3 separate regions of the Mus musculus genome follow, and all the other regions are linked to region 1. A link is a contact called in public Hi-C data. All regions are on one chromosome and are shown on one strand. Each heading gives the region's core, a stretch centred on a gene start, on an enhancer-like site or on the middle of the called end of the contact. The rest is flanking DNA. Distances are from core to core; before and after follow the strand shown.

Region 1 (3,846 bases), core at 1,295-3,794:
TACTGTGGGCCAGCCCCACCCACCCCTCTTCTCCTAGATGGAGGACATCTACCTCTAGGACACGGGGACACACACACACACACACACACACACACACGCAGAGGACACACTCATATGACTCACTCCTCAAAGGTTACATGTTATTTCTTGGGAACAAATTGGGAGGACGTAGCCAAGATAGGCAGAAAGAATGGCTTACATTTTTATTCTATCTTGCCCTATCCAGTAGGAACTTATCTATGTGTCACCCCCAAGGCAGAGAAACTCCTTCCTTTTGAGTGTACTCTAATCCCAGGCTGGGACTTTTTGTCTTCTTCCTATGTTTGATTTTATGCCCTGTGACTTTTGTACAGCGTTTTTGTTGTGGTTATTGTTGTTTGTCTGTTTTTGAGGTTAGATCTGCCTATGAAGTCCTGGTTTACACAGAACTCAATCTGTAACATTTCTCCTGAGTGCTGGGATTGACTACAGCTGTGTTCCACTGTGCTTGCTTCCCCCCCTCCCCCCCAAATATCATGTTCCCTATAAGGCTCTTTTTTTTTTAAGATTTATTTATTTTAGGTATATGAGTACCCTGTAGCTGTCTTCAGACACACCAGAAGAAGGCATTGGATCCCATTACAGATGGTTGTGAGCCACCATGTGGTTGCTGGGAATTGAACTCAGGACCGCTAGGAGAGCAGTTGGTGCTCCAACTGCCGACAGATTGCTTCTTACAAGCTGGTTTTGGGCATCTGAAGGGTCCAGGTGTTGATTTGTGATACATAATGTTGCTTAGGCATCATTGGGGACAATTTAAGATTTAAAACAAATAAACAAACAAGGGGCTAGAGAGATGGCTCAGAGATTAAAAGCACATGCTGCCCTTCTAGAGGACCCAGGTTCAATTCCCAGCATCTACGTGGCAGCTCACATCTACAACTCCAGTTCCAGGGCTTCTGACACCCACTCCTCCCGCCATATACATATGAAGGCAAAACATTAATGCACTTAAAATAAAGATTTTATGAATCATATATTAAAATATGAATTATTTATAAAGCAAATTATAAAAAATAAGATAAAATATAACAATAATGTAATGTTACATATTATCTAATATAATACAAAAATAAGTAAAATTAAAATAAATTATACATAAAACAAAATAAAAAACAAAAACGCATCACAAGGTGTGGTGGCAAAGGCTTTTAATCCCAGCGCCCAGGAGGTAGAGGCAGGAGGATCTCTATGATTTCAAGGCAATCCCAAAACTACCAAAAAAAAAAAAAAAAAAAGTTGTTTCAAGAAACAAAACAGGCCGGGCGTGGTGGCGCACCGGAGGCAGAGGCAGGCGGATTTCTGAGTTCAAGGCCAGCCTGGTCTATCTACAAAGTGAGTTCCAGGACAGCCAGGGCTATACAGAGAAACCCTGTCTCGAAATACCAAAAAAGAAAAAAAAAAAAAAAAAAAAAAGAAGGAAACAAAACAAAGAGCACCAGCACACCTGGCTTTGAGCCTAGTCCTAAGGAAAATGGAATATGAACTTTCAGAGAGTCCAGAGATTAGGCTCTGGGAACCAGACAGATCAGGGAGAAGTCCGGAGAAGCCAGAGCAGGCAGGATCAGATCCTGCAGGACTTCCATCCAGTACAGATGGCATACATAAGCTGTCAGCTCAGAGGCTGAGAGGTCCCGTCATTGTGCTGCCCTCTTGTTCCCAGGCTTCCAGACCTCTTTCCTGGCACTGATCACTCTGAGTGAGCAGTGCAGGGGCCCGGGTGCCAGCAATTGCACATGGGGGGCGGGGGCGGGACGCGGCGGTCGCACGTGTCCCGGGAGCGTGCATGGGACAGGTGCCGGGCCGCTACTAGCGCTGGGCGCACTGTCCGCCAGGCGGCCCTGGTGTCCAGCTCCCTCCGGTCCCCTTCTCCGGGAAATCTCGGTGAGCGTCCCCAGGTCGCTCACACCTCCGGAGAATTTTCCTTTGGATTCACACGCTTTACTTGCCCCACTAAGGTTGGGAATTCTGGCATTAAAAAAACATAGAAAGGGCGCTGCAAACAGAGGTAGACTGCACTTCTCAGGAACTCGAGGAGTCAGCACATAAACACTGCGTGACCATGCACTTGCAAGCCCGGGAAAGGCCCCCGCGGGGTGCGGTCACCCGGCGGAGTCACGTGACTCTCAGACGGGGTGCGGGAGCGAAGCGAGCACCGCGCAAGCGCAATCCCTTGGCTCCAGTGTACAGATATTTCTTCTTCTGCTTTGGTTGGTCGCACGCAAACACTGTCAACTCCTCCCTGCTCTACAGTCTTCAAGTTCCCTGACATTTACTCCTTCCCCCAGCCCCCCGCCCATTGATGACATCAGTTCGACAGGCGGGTAAGCCAATCAGAACGCTGCGTTCAGGGGCCAGCACGCGGAACCCGTTGCGGCGGGCCAATGGGGAAGGTCGACGGTGGGCGCGCCCCAACCGCCTCCTGCCGGGGAAGCGCCGCTGGCCAAGTGGGCGGCGCTTTCCAGTCAGCATGTGGGCGGGGGAGGGCGGGGCCCGGTCGCCGCAGAGGCGTCGACGCCGCCGCCGTAGACGACGTTCCTCAGTCTTCGAGGTGGGCTCGGCGGCGCAGGCCGGACAGGGAACGCCGGTTGGAGAGCGGCGGCGGTCGGACCGAGGCCGCGGGGCCGTGGGTGGGCGGTAAAGGGGTGCGGGCGAGGCTAGGGCAGGGTGCGGCACCTCGGAGCGGGGTTGGTGGGCAGAGGACTCGGGCTGTGCGGGGTGGGTGCCGGCTCCGCGGGCTTGCACAGAGGCCTGGGCCGGCCGCCGGGCCCCTCGTTCCCGGGCCTGTCGACGACGACGTTCCCGCGGGGACCGCGCTTAAGGAGGACGCGGCGGCGGCGGCCAGGCCGCGGGAGGCCGCGGAGGATGGAGGAGCGGAAGGAGGAGGGCGAGGCGGAGATCCAGGAGCACGGGCCGGAGCATTGGTTCTCCAAGTGGGAGCGGCAGTGCCTGGCCGAGGCCGAGCAGGACGAGCAGTTGTCTCCCGAGCTGCAGGAGGAGGCGGCGGCCGCCGCGCAGCCCGAGCACAAGCAACAGAAGCTGTGGCATCTCTTCCAGAACTCGGCCACGGCCGTGGCTCAGCTCTACAAAGGTGAGGCCGCGCCGCCATCTTGGCGCCGCCCCGGCCTGCGGAGCTGCTCTTCCCCCCGGTTCCCGGCTCGGTCCCCGGGACCTGGCGGCTCCTCGCACCCTGCGGGGATAGCCGGACGACTGGGAGGGGAGGGCCGTGCCGCGGACCCCTGGCCATCTGACCCGCAGGACGGCGACGGAGGAGCTACCCTGGGAGGGGGAAAACTACGATGAAGGATGGGGAGACCCCCGATTTAGAGTACCTCCCGAGGGTCCCCACGTACCGGTCCGGGTGTCCCCGGTCGGATCGTGGGGGTAGGGGAGGAGTCCCTGTCACAAAATGGCGAAGGAGGCGGTGGGGCGGCCCTATTGTGCCCCGAGCCGGCCTCGGGGCGGAGACTGCTAGGGGCGCTTCCCTGAGCCTGCCGGGCGGCGTTCGCCACTCGGGTTGCGCTGTTGTCAGGTTCCCCTTCCTCGACCCAGTAACTCCGGTCTCACGCTCCCTTTGGGATCCCCAAATCCTGAACAAAATGGCGAAACCTAATATGGCCGTTCCGGAGTGAGTGACGCCCAAATAACATTCTCTTCTTTCTCTATGTCCTTGTGTGTGTCTTTTTCCCCCCCCTATTGTTTTTTTTCCCCCCTTTTTGTTTCCAGACCGAGTGTGTCAGCAGCCAGGACTTTCTCTCTGGGTCCCCTTCCAAAACGCAGCCACCGCCGTCACCAACCTCTATAAAG
Region 2 (4,126 bases), core at 810-3,309, 4.0 Mb before region 1:
GAATCTGGCCAACTACACAGAGGTGTGTGTGTGTGTGTGTCCCCCCCCCCTCCCCGCCTCTGCCCCCATTAGCACCTGAATCTGAGAATGTGACCCAGAAACACTGCCTGGAGTATGCTACCAACCAGGAGGGTGGGGGAGGGCTAACCATGAGGAACCCCTCACACCTAGGCAGATGCCTCAGGTCAAGGGGAGCTCACAGCTTATTCTTCACTTTGTACCCGGTGACAGGGAGACTCTGCAAGCCCAGAGCACAGAGAACTTACCCATGTCAGTCAGCCTGTTTCCAGGCTGCAGGAAGTCCCTGCTCCTCCTGAAGACAGTTTTCCCTAATCTTGGTAGCCATATATCTCAGTCCATCCCCCTCCAGCCTGCGCCACACTGAGAGAGGGGCCGAGTCTTCCACACGGCCCATTTCCCATGAGACACCTGCCTGCCTGCCCAGCCTGGGGCAAGGACCTGCAAGCAGAGCCACTGGGCTCCAGCAACTGCCATGAATGTGGTTTTACAAGTTTTACCACATCCAACCCAAGAGACAACAGGGCAGATTAAGACTGTTGCAGAGCTGAGCAGTAAGGCACTTCCCTGGGGTGGGGCTGCAGGGGGAGGGGACAGAAGGCAGAGCGTTCAGGCCTCAGAGGCTGACAAGCACTGCTACCTCCAGGGGTAAGCAAATCCAGGCTAAAGGAAGAAGCCTTCCCTCTCTTGCATAGGGACATTGGCCTGGAAGTCTAGCAGGGAGTAGATAAACAGATCGAAGGCTTGGTATCCAGAGCTGGAAGGGCTACAGTCTTCCCAGCCTGGGGAGGTTCTGATCCTGCACCAGGAAGTTAAGCCTTGGTCTCCACTTCCTGGCTTTTCCTACTGAAAATGGGATGGTTCCCACTGGGAAGCCAAGCTCTGGGGTCTCCAACTGGGCACAGAATACTAGACTGGCTCTGGTTGTGACTCACACATGTACCCACACAGCTACAAGCCAGAGAGTCTCATCTCGATACCCACAAGTGGTGAATGTGGGGTTTTGAGTTAGAGGAACAGAGGCATCTTAGTAACACAAAAGACTGGGCACATAATCCTACCGGTCAAGAGAAACCTGGGAGTAGATGAGAGCCAGACTGACCTTCCCATCTTCTGTCTAAAATGCCCTAAAATAAGTGAACCGTATACAGTACACCATCCCAAGATACAGGTTCCTTTGTCAGGCCCGAGGATACCCAGGTCTTCATAAGGATCCCGCCCCGGTGACACCTTTGGAGTGGGCTACACACATACAGACTCTCGTAATTTACTCTGAGGATCCAGCACACCACCCATACACTCCATGACGTATATGAACATACACCGCACCATACCCAGCACGATTACCATCAGCAAACCACCACCTATGTACACGCTGCACACACACACCAAACATGACACAAAGGTATCCTGTATCAGACACGCACTCGAGACGGGCTTTGAGTCCGCACACGCGCCCACATGCCCACAACCTTCGATGTGCCCTGCTGACGCCCAAGCGCGGTGCGTGCGTAAATACAAATCCACATGTACGTGTGCGCACTCCCGCAAACCGCCCACCCGGCACACCGACCCTGAGACCGCTCTCTCCAAGCGACTCCGCCTCCGGCACGGCCCTGGGCGTCTTCCAGGCGGCTGTCTCCTCCTCAGCCGTTACCGGGACCGGGGGGGGGGGGGTGTTGGGGGAGGGTATCCAGTCCTGATAGCGGGGTTTCCGGGGCTCTGGCCTGGCGGTCGGTGATGCCCGCAGCCGGCACCCCGGCACGTGTCCACACCGCCCGCGCCCGTCCCCGGTTCCCCTACGCACCTCGAACTGCCAGTGGGCCGCTTGTAGCAGTTGCTTCGCCTGATCGGCCGCACAGCCCGCCGTCAGCACGAACTGGTTGATCATGACCTGGTGTTTGAGCTCGTCCATGTTCACGGACATGGCGCCGCCGTGCAGCCCGCTCCGGCCTCCCTGCGCGCTAGCCTCACGCGTCCACCATTAGCGAGCCGGCCCCGGCTAATACAAATATTTACTGTGCGCTCTGACTCACCGCGCCTCGCTGCCCCGCGGCCGGCGAAGCATGCTGGGATGTGTAGTCCGCGACGCCCCCGCCGAACGGACCGGGAAGGAGCGTGGACGCCCTCTCCCGAGCGATCTCAGTGGGGCGCGCAGCCCGTGCCCCAGGCTGAGAGGCGAAGTTGCGAACCAGGGACCATTGCACAAGCTTGCCTTATCACTGGGCCCTGGAGGTCCTGTGTGCTGCTGTGCTTAGCATCACAATATTAATAGGCGCGCTCTTAGGGGACTCTCTGATAGCTTTGGTCCTACTCCACTGCCCTAGGCTGAAACACTCCTAAAATCCTGAGACTTAGAAAACGCTCGGTATCGCAGAGCATCTGCCTTTCAAGGCGCTGCTAGAAATCACCACCTCCTGGAAGCATTCCAGAGCTCGCAAGGCATCTTTGCCTAACTCTTGGCCAGTCGTGCAGGAAGAGCGTCTTAAAAAAAAAAAAAAAAAAAAAAAAAAAAAAAAAGACAGCCCCTGCTCCGGAGCCTTGGCGTCCCCTTTCTTTCAACTCCCACTTTCCCACGCAAAAGAAAAACTTCCAGCAGCCTGCTGGCAAAAGGACCGCGCGGAGCACGTACAGAAACGGCCACGACTGCCATTCCCACAATGCCCCGGTTTATTTGCATCTTTCTGTCCCAGTGACGTCACCTGAGTGAGGTCGCGACTGTACCAATGGGCCGTCACGGGGTGTTAGGACCTGGCCATATAAGGTAAACAAAGCTGGCCGCCCAATGAGGCGGCGGCGGGGGCGGGCGCATCACGTGGCGTGGGGGCGGGGTCGGGAGCTGGGTGCGTGATTTCGCAGGCGGTGTTTACAGCCCCGCACATGCCACTTCCGGCTGACGTCGCGGTTGGTAGAGTGGCCGGTCGGACGTGGAAGAGTCGCCCAGAAGCTGGGGGGAGGAGAGGGCTGGCGTTGTCTTCTCGGCTGAGAGACGTTGCCCGGGTTCTTTGCTCTCACTGGCCTCACCTTTGACCTGGCCCCCTGTAGAACCAGCCGGGAGGGGAGGCGTTAGGTCCGAAAGCTTCATTATAGCGACACTGCCCCGAGGAAGTAAGCGCAGGCCTCGGAAGCCAACTGCGGGCTCTTGAGACGTTTTGATACACCTGATCCTTTGTTCTCGCTAGGACCGCTGAGGCCGTAAAGGTGTGGGGCCCAGTTGATACCTAGGGAAATGGAGTTCTATCTTGCCCTTCACTCCTAGGGGCTCTCCGATCGGGTGGCTGGAGGAAGATGGGAAGGAGGTGGGACTGAAAGATCCTTAGATAGGAAGAAAAGGAGGAAGAAACGAGGACGGGGAGCTTGGAAGGCTCTGAGTTATAGCTGCGAGTTTAGTTTATGGGTAGCAGCGGGACTAGTGAGTGTCTCCCTTTCTTAGACGTTTTGCCCATCTGTCCACACGAAGTAAGATTTCAGCCTCTTTGCTGCCTTTTGGAGAAACACTCAGCAGTAGTCTTTGCATATCAACAGTACCCCAATTTTTTTGCTTTTGCTGAGAATATGCCTTTATTTCTAGGAAGCATCATGCATGTGCTTTTGTTTGTTTGTTTTCGAGACAGGGTTTCTCTGTGTAGCCCTGGCTGTCCTGGAACTCACTCTGAACTCAGAAATCCGCCTGCCTCTGCCTCCCAAGTGCTGGGATTAAAGGTGTGTGCCACCACGCCCAACTATGCATGTGCATTATTATAGGCAAAACCAGCACACATGGAGATCACAGTAAAAGGCCGCTCTGATTTCACTGTTGCCATGGAGACTGTAACAAAGTCTGAAGGAAGGTGGGTAGGTTGTAGCCAGACAGACCTGGATGGCATTTTTGACTGTTGTTTCTTCGAAGTTCCACTCTTGTGTGGGAACTCTCCTCACTGTGCAGTGTGGGATGGATGAGCATGACAGACCTAGCAAAAGGCCTGGTACTCTGTGTACAAGACTTGGCATGCATCTCTTCTCGAGTCCTGCGTTAGCTACTGTAGGGAGTGTCATTCCCATTTTTATAGTAAGCAAGCTGATGGTGGATTTCCTTATACTTGTGACATTTGGAGCTAAAGAAAAGACC
Region 3 (4,196 bases), core at 375-2,874, 4.8 Mb after region 1:
AAGTACAGCCCTGGCCAGTCTCACAATACTATAGGTTTCCTCTTACATGATGTGTCTAGAGTGGTCACAATCAAAGACAAATGATGGCTGGTAGAGGCTAAAGGGAGTAATAGAATAATTCCATGAGTAGTTATCTATTTAAGATAGAAAAAGCCGGGCGTGGTGGCGCACGCCTTTGATCCCAGCACTTGGGAGGCAGAGGTAGGCGGATTTCTGAGTTCGAGGCCAGCCTGGTCTACAGAGTGTGTTCCAGGACAGCCAGGGCTATACAGAGAAACCCTGTCTCAAAAAACCAAAAAAGAAAAAAAAAAAAAAATCCAGAACTGGAGGATACCAGCTGGACAGCAACATGAGTGTAGTTAATGCTACCAAATTCCAAAACCACTTAAGAACAAATGCAATAGAGCTAGGAAATGTCTTGAAGCGTAAAGTGCTTGCCATGCAAACACGAGGACCTGAGTTTGGACCTTCACCATATAAAAACTGAGCATGTCAGCACACAGTAACAGGACCCCACAGCTGTCATCCTGGCACCTGTAACCCCAGCATGGATCTTGTAGGAGAGACAGATTCGGGGGGCCTGCTGGCCAGCCATCTTAGTAAAATACCCAGCTCTAGATTCAACAAGAGAAACACGTTGAAAACTTATTTTAAACATAAGCTACCCAAAAACAACCTCTGGCCTCCACTCATCATATACATATACATATTTGTGTGTGTGTGTAGTGTGTGCATTTCGAAATGATAAACTTGGATAGGTGTATTTTGTCACAGGAAAAAGACCTCAACCTAAACCCCCTGCTTTTTAACCATATACACCTAAATTAGTTTAAACAGCACCAGAACCATAATCTCTATCCAAAAATCTCACGCCCTGACCAACCACAAAACCACATCTCTCCCAGGCTTTTGCCATGACCAGTGAGGAAGGAGGCAGGGAGCCTTTGCAATACAAGGTGTAAGCCCAGAGCTTTCAAGGGAGTGATACCTGAAAACTCCCCATCGATGGCGAAGAAGTCAGCCTCCTCTATGGCCTGGTACACTTTGTGAAGATTAATCTTAAAATCTGCAGAGAAACCAAGAAAAGGCTCAGAACAGGTGGCCTGCCTTCCTGCCCACCAACTAAAGGGAGATGGGAGAAAGGGCCGGAGGAGCTCCCGGGGCATCGGAGAAGCGGAATAAGTGTTCAAGGACCACAAGGGACACCTCCTCCAGGGGTCACTAGATAAAGTATGCACGACTGAAAAGGGCTAGCCCTGAGCAGGTGAGCAGGGAAAAGAAAGGCATGGATGCCAAAGGTGCACGCTTTGCAGAGCGACAAGTCCCACCAGCAGCACCGCTTTTCAGAGGAAGTATTGCCCGGCGGGACTGACTTGTCCCGGGCCCCGCTAAACTCGAGAGGTCTGGGCCTAGCACGCTAGGTGGGCTTGAGGACAGGGATGGGGGTTGTGCGGCGGACACGCACTGCTCCGGATTATCTCCATCCTGCGGCGCAGACGGAACCTTGGCCCCGCCCAGGCTGACGCCGGTCCACGCGCAGAGTTCCGCAGCAAAAGCAGCGTGGGGATGTCGGAGGCCGCCACGAAACAGCACAGGACACTTCCGGAAACAGCGCGCGCCGCTGCGCCTGCGTCAGATCTGTGTCACGTTAGGGGCGGAGCCCGGGCCCTCCGGGCTGCCTAGAAAGGAAAAAGGGGCATTGCTATCAAAGTCTCAAGGCCTGGCCCATATGTTGGAGAAGTTTCCTGTCCTGAACCTGGTTGATCAAGAGACATATGGACTGGTTTCCCCTGGGTCTATAATTCCAGTCTGAGAAGGATGAGGCAGGAGAATTTGCAAATTCGAGGCCAGCTTAGGGAACATAATGAGAGTCTGTCTAAAAATTTTTAAATTAATTTTATATATACAAATATATAATTCTTGCTTAATTTGTGGGGTAAAGTGTTGGAGAAGTATACGTGCGCATTTGTGTGGCGGTCGGTGATCACTAGTAGTAAGCAAAGAAGGACCTCCCGTGGCTGTTCTTGTTCTCCACCTTCCTTGAGACAGGGTCTCTCTCACTGACTGAACTTGTTTCAGCCGGAGTGGCGCCTAAAATGCCAGTCTCTGACTCCCAACACTGGGTTTACAAGATTGCAGGGCTGTGCCTAGCTTTTTTTTCATGGGTGCTGGGGATTTGTCCATGAGTCTGGATGACTCCACAGCAAGTGCTCTTACCCACGGAACCATCTCTATGCCCCATATTGACTGAGTTCCGGTTCTATGCCACTCTGGTAGAAGAGAGACACTGTGATGACAAATCATGGTGGTTGTCCCATTGCAGCGTAAAACTTGGATAAGAAGAAAAAAAAAAAAAAGCCAGGCAGACATCAGACTTGCTACTTGGAAACATGATAGTTGCTATGGAGATAAAGAGCAAAATTCTGCAGCAGAGAGTGTTAGGTAATCAGAAAAGGCAGAGCCATTTTTGGGAGCCTACTTTGTGACCTAACACTCTACAAAAGTGGCAAGTACTCTTAACCTCTGAGCCATCTCTCCAGCCCTACATTCAGCTCACCTCAAAGAGTTTCAGGATTTTGTTAGCCAGCCCCTGCTGGCTTATTCCAGAGATAAAGTGTTCACAGGGGCTAGATAGTTGGCTGTTAACAACTGTAATCTTTCCAATATTTATCCTCCAAAGAGTAAATGAGACCCCGTGTGATGGCTATTCTTGGGTGTCAACTTGACAATATCTGTACTAAGCTACAATTCAGAAATGGAAGGCACACCTGTGAGAGATTTCCTGCTTGATTTACAGTGAGTGAATTCACTTCTAGTCCAGACCTCTGAGGTAGGAAGACATACATGCTTAATCCAGATCTTGAGGCAAGAAGACACACACCTTTAATCTAGATCTTGAGGTAGGAAGACACAACTCTAATCTGGGCCAACCTTCTGCTGGCAGCCTATGTAAGGACCTGGAAGAAGGAAGCGCTTACTCTTTGCCTGCTTACCCTGTAGGAAGTCCATTCCTTCACTGGCATTGAGGCCCTCCTTCCAAAAGACCAACTTAGACATCCAGCCTTGTGAGACTGAACAAGTACTAGAACCTTAGACTTGCTGGTCCCAGCTAGTCATTGTTAGATTATTTCCTCTCATATCTAAATATATACAGTTTGCTTCTTTATTTTAACAGAGTGCATTAGTGAGGGTAACCTAGGGTCACAGAACTTTGGAAATTATTCTCTGTCTCTGTGTGTATGTGTCTCTCTCTGCTTTGCACATCGGGAATGATGATACCTTTACCTGCCCTGGAGCTCGAACATCTCCCCCAGGATGCTGACCTTCAGAAACTTCTGTTAGAGACTAGACCTGATCTTCAGCTGAGATACATCACACAGGTGAGCAGCCTTGGGAAGATAGGCTTAGGACCATAGTTAGGAACTTAGTGTGAACCTTGTGTGATAAACCTCAGCGTAATACAACGTAACTTTCATTACACTAAATACTATGCATATCTATCTCCCTTCTTGCTTAAGACAGAGGCAGGTTGATCTACAGATTGAGTTCCAGGACAACCAGGGGTACACAGAGAAACCCTGTCTACAAACAAACAGGGGAAGTATGGTGGGACACACCTGCAATCCAACCATCTGGAGAGTTCATTTGAATTCAGGACTAAACCTGTTCTACAAAGGTTGTGTCTTATTTATTTATTTATTTATTTATTTATTTATAATATATGTGTGCTCTCCTGCATATGTATCTGCTGCCTGAAGATGGCATCAGATCCCATTACAGATGGTTGTGAGCCACCATGTGGTTGCTGGGAATTGAACTCAAGACCTCTGGAAGAGCTCCCAGTGTTCTTAGCCATCTCACCAGCCCAGGGCTGTGTCTTAATAAGGAAAAATAATCTTAAATGGTAAATTCTGTTATGTATCTGTTATCACAATGAAGAAAAAAAGGTTTCTACCTTTACTAGATCACTCTCTAGAAAGTAAATTCTGCTAGCACAAATCAGTTTTACTCTTTACCAACTTGAAAAGAACACTCTCATTTATTCCTTTAGAGGTGGCTGATCTCAAACTCATTCCATAGCTAAGTCTCCATAGTCTTAAACTTTTTTTTCTTTTTCAAGACAGAGCTTCTCTGTACAACAGTGCCCTGGCAGTCTTAAGAGGACTCACTTTGTAGGCCAGGCTGGCTTCGAACTC

The links. A called contact is a pair of places that touch in the nucleus more often than the background predicts.
Region 2: a contact with region 1 is called in a Hi-C map of B cells, with 5 read pairs. The contact joins the promoter of Ubald1 here to the promoter of 1810013L24Rik in region 1. A contact is called at or near these places in 2 of 484 Hi-C or Micro-C datasets (B cells and CD4 T cells).
Region 3: a Hi-C map of CD8 T cells shows a contact between it and region 1, with 3 times the contacts expected there. The contact joins the promoter of Parn here to the promoter of 1810013L24Rik in region 1. A contact is called at or near these places in 2 of 484 Hi-C or Micro-C datasets (CD4 T cells and CD8 T cells).

Annotation. Positions count from the first base shown.
Region 1 is chr16:8,827,556-8,831,401 of GRCm38.p6, forward strand. It overlaps 1810013L24Rik (RIKEN cDNA 1810013L24 gene), which reads left to right and starts at 2,545. Exons shown (of 4, transcript NM_001081400.3): 1 at 2,545-3,130; 2 at 3,766-3,846. The coding sequence starts at 2,905.
Region 2 is chr16:4,877,792-4,881,917 of GRCm38.p6, forward strand. It overlaps Ubald1 (UBA-like domain containing 1), which reads right to left and starts at 2,060. Exons shown (of 3, transcript NM_145359.2): 1 at 1,826-2,060. The coding sequence starts at 1,945.
Region 3 is chr16:13,666,546-13,670,741 of GRCm38.p6, forward strand. Parn (poly(A)-specific ribonuclease (deadenylation nuclease)) reads right to left here and starts at 1,625. Exons shown (of 24, transcript NM_028761.3): 1 at 1,466-1,625; 2 at 989-1,066. The coding sequence starts at 1,484.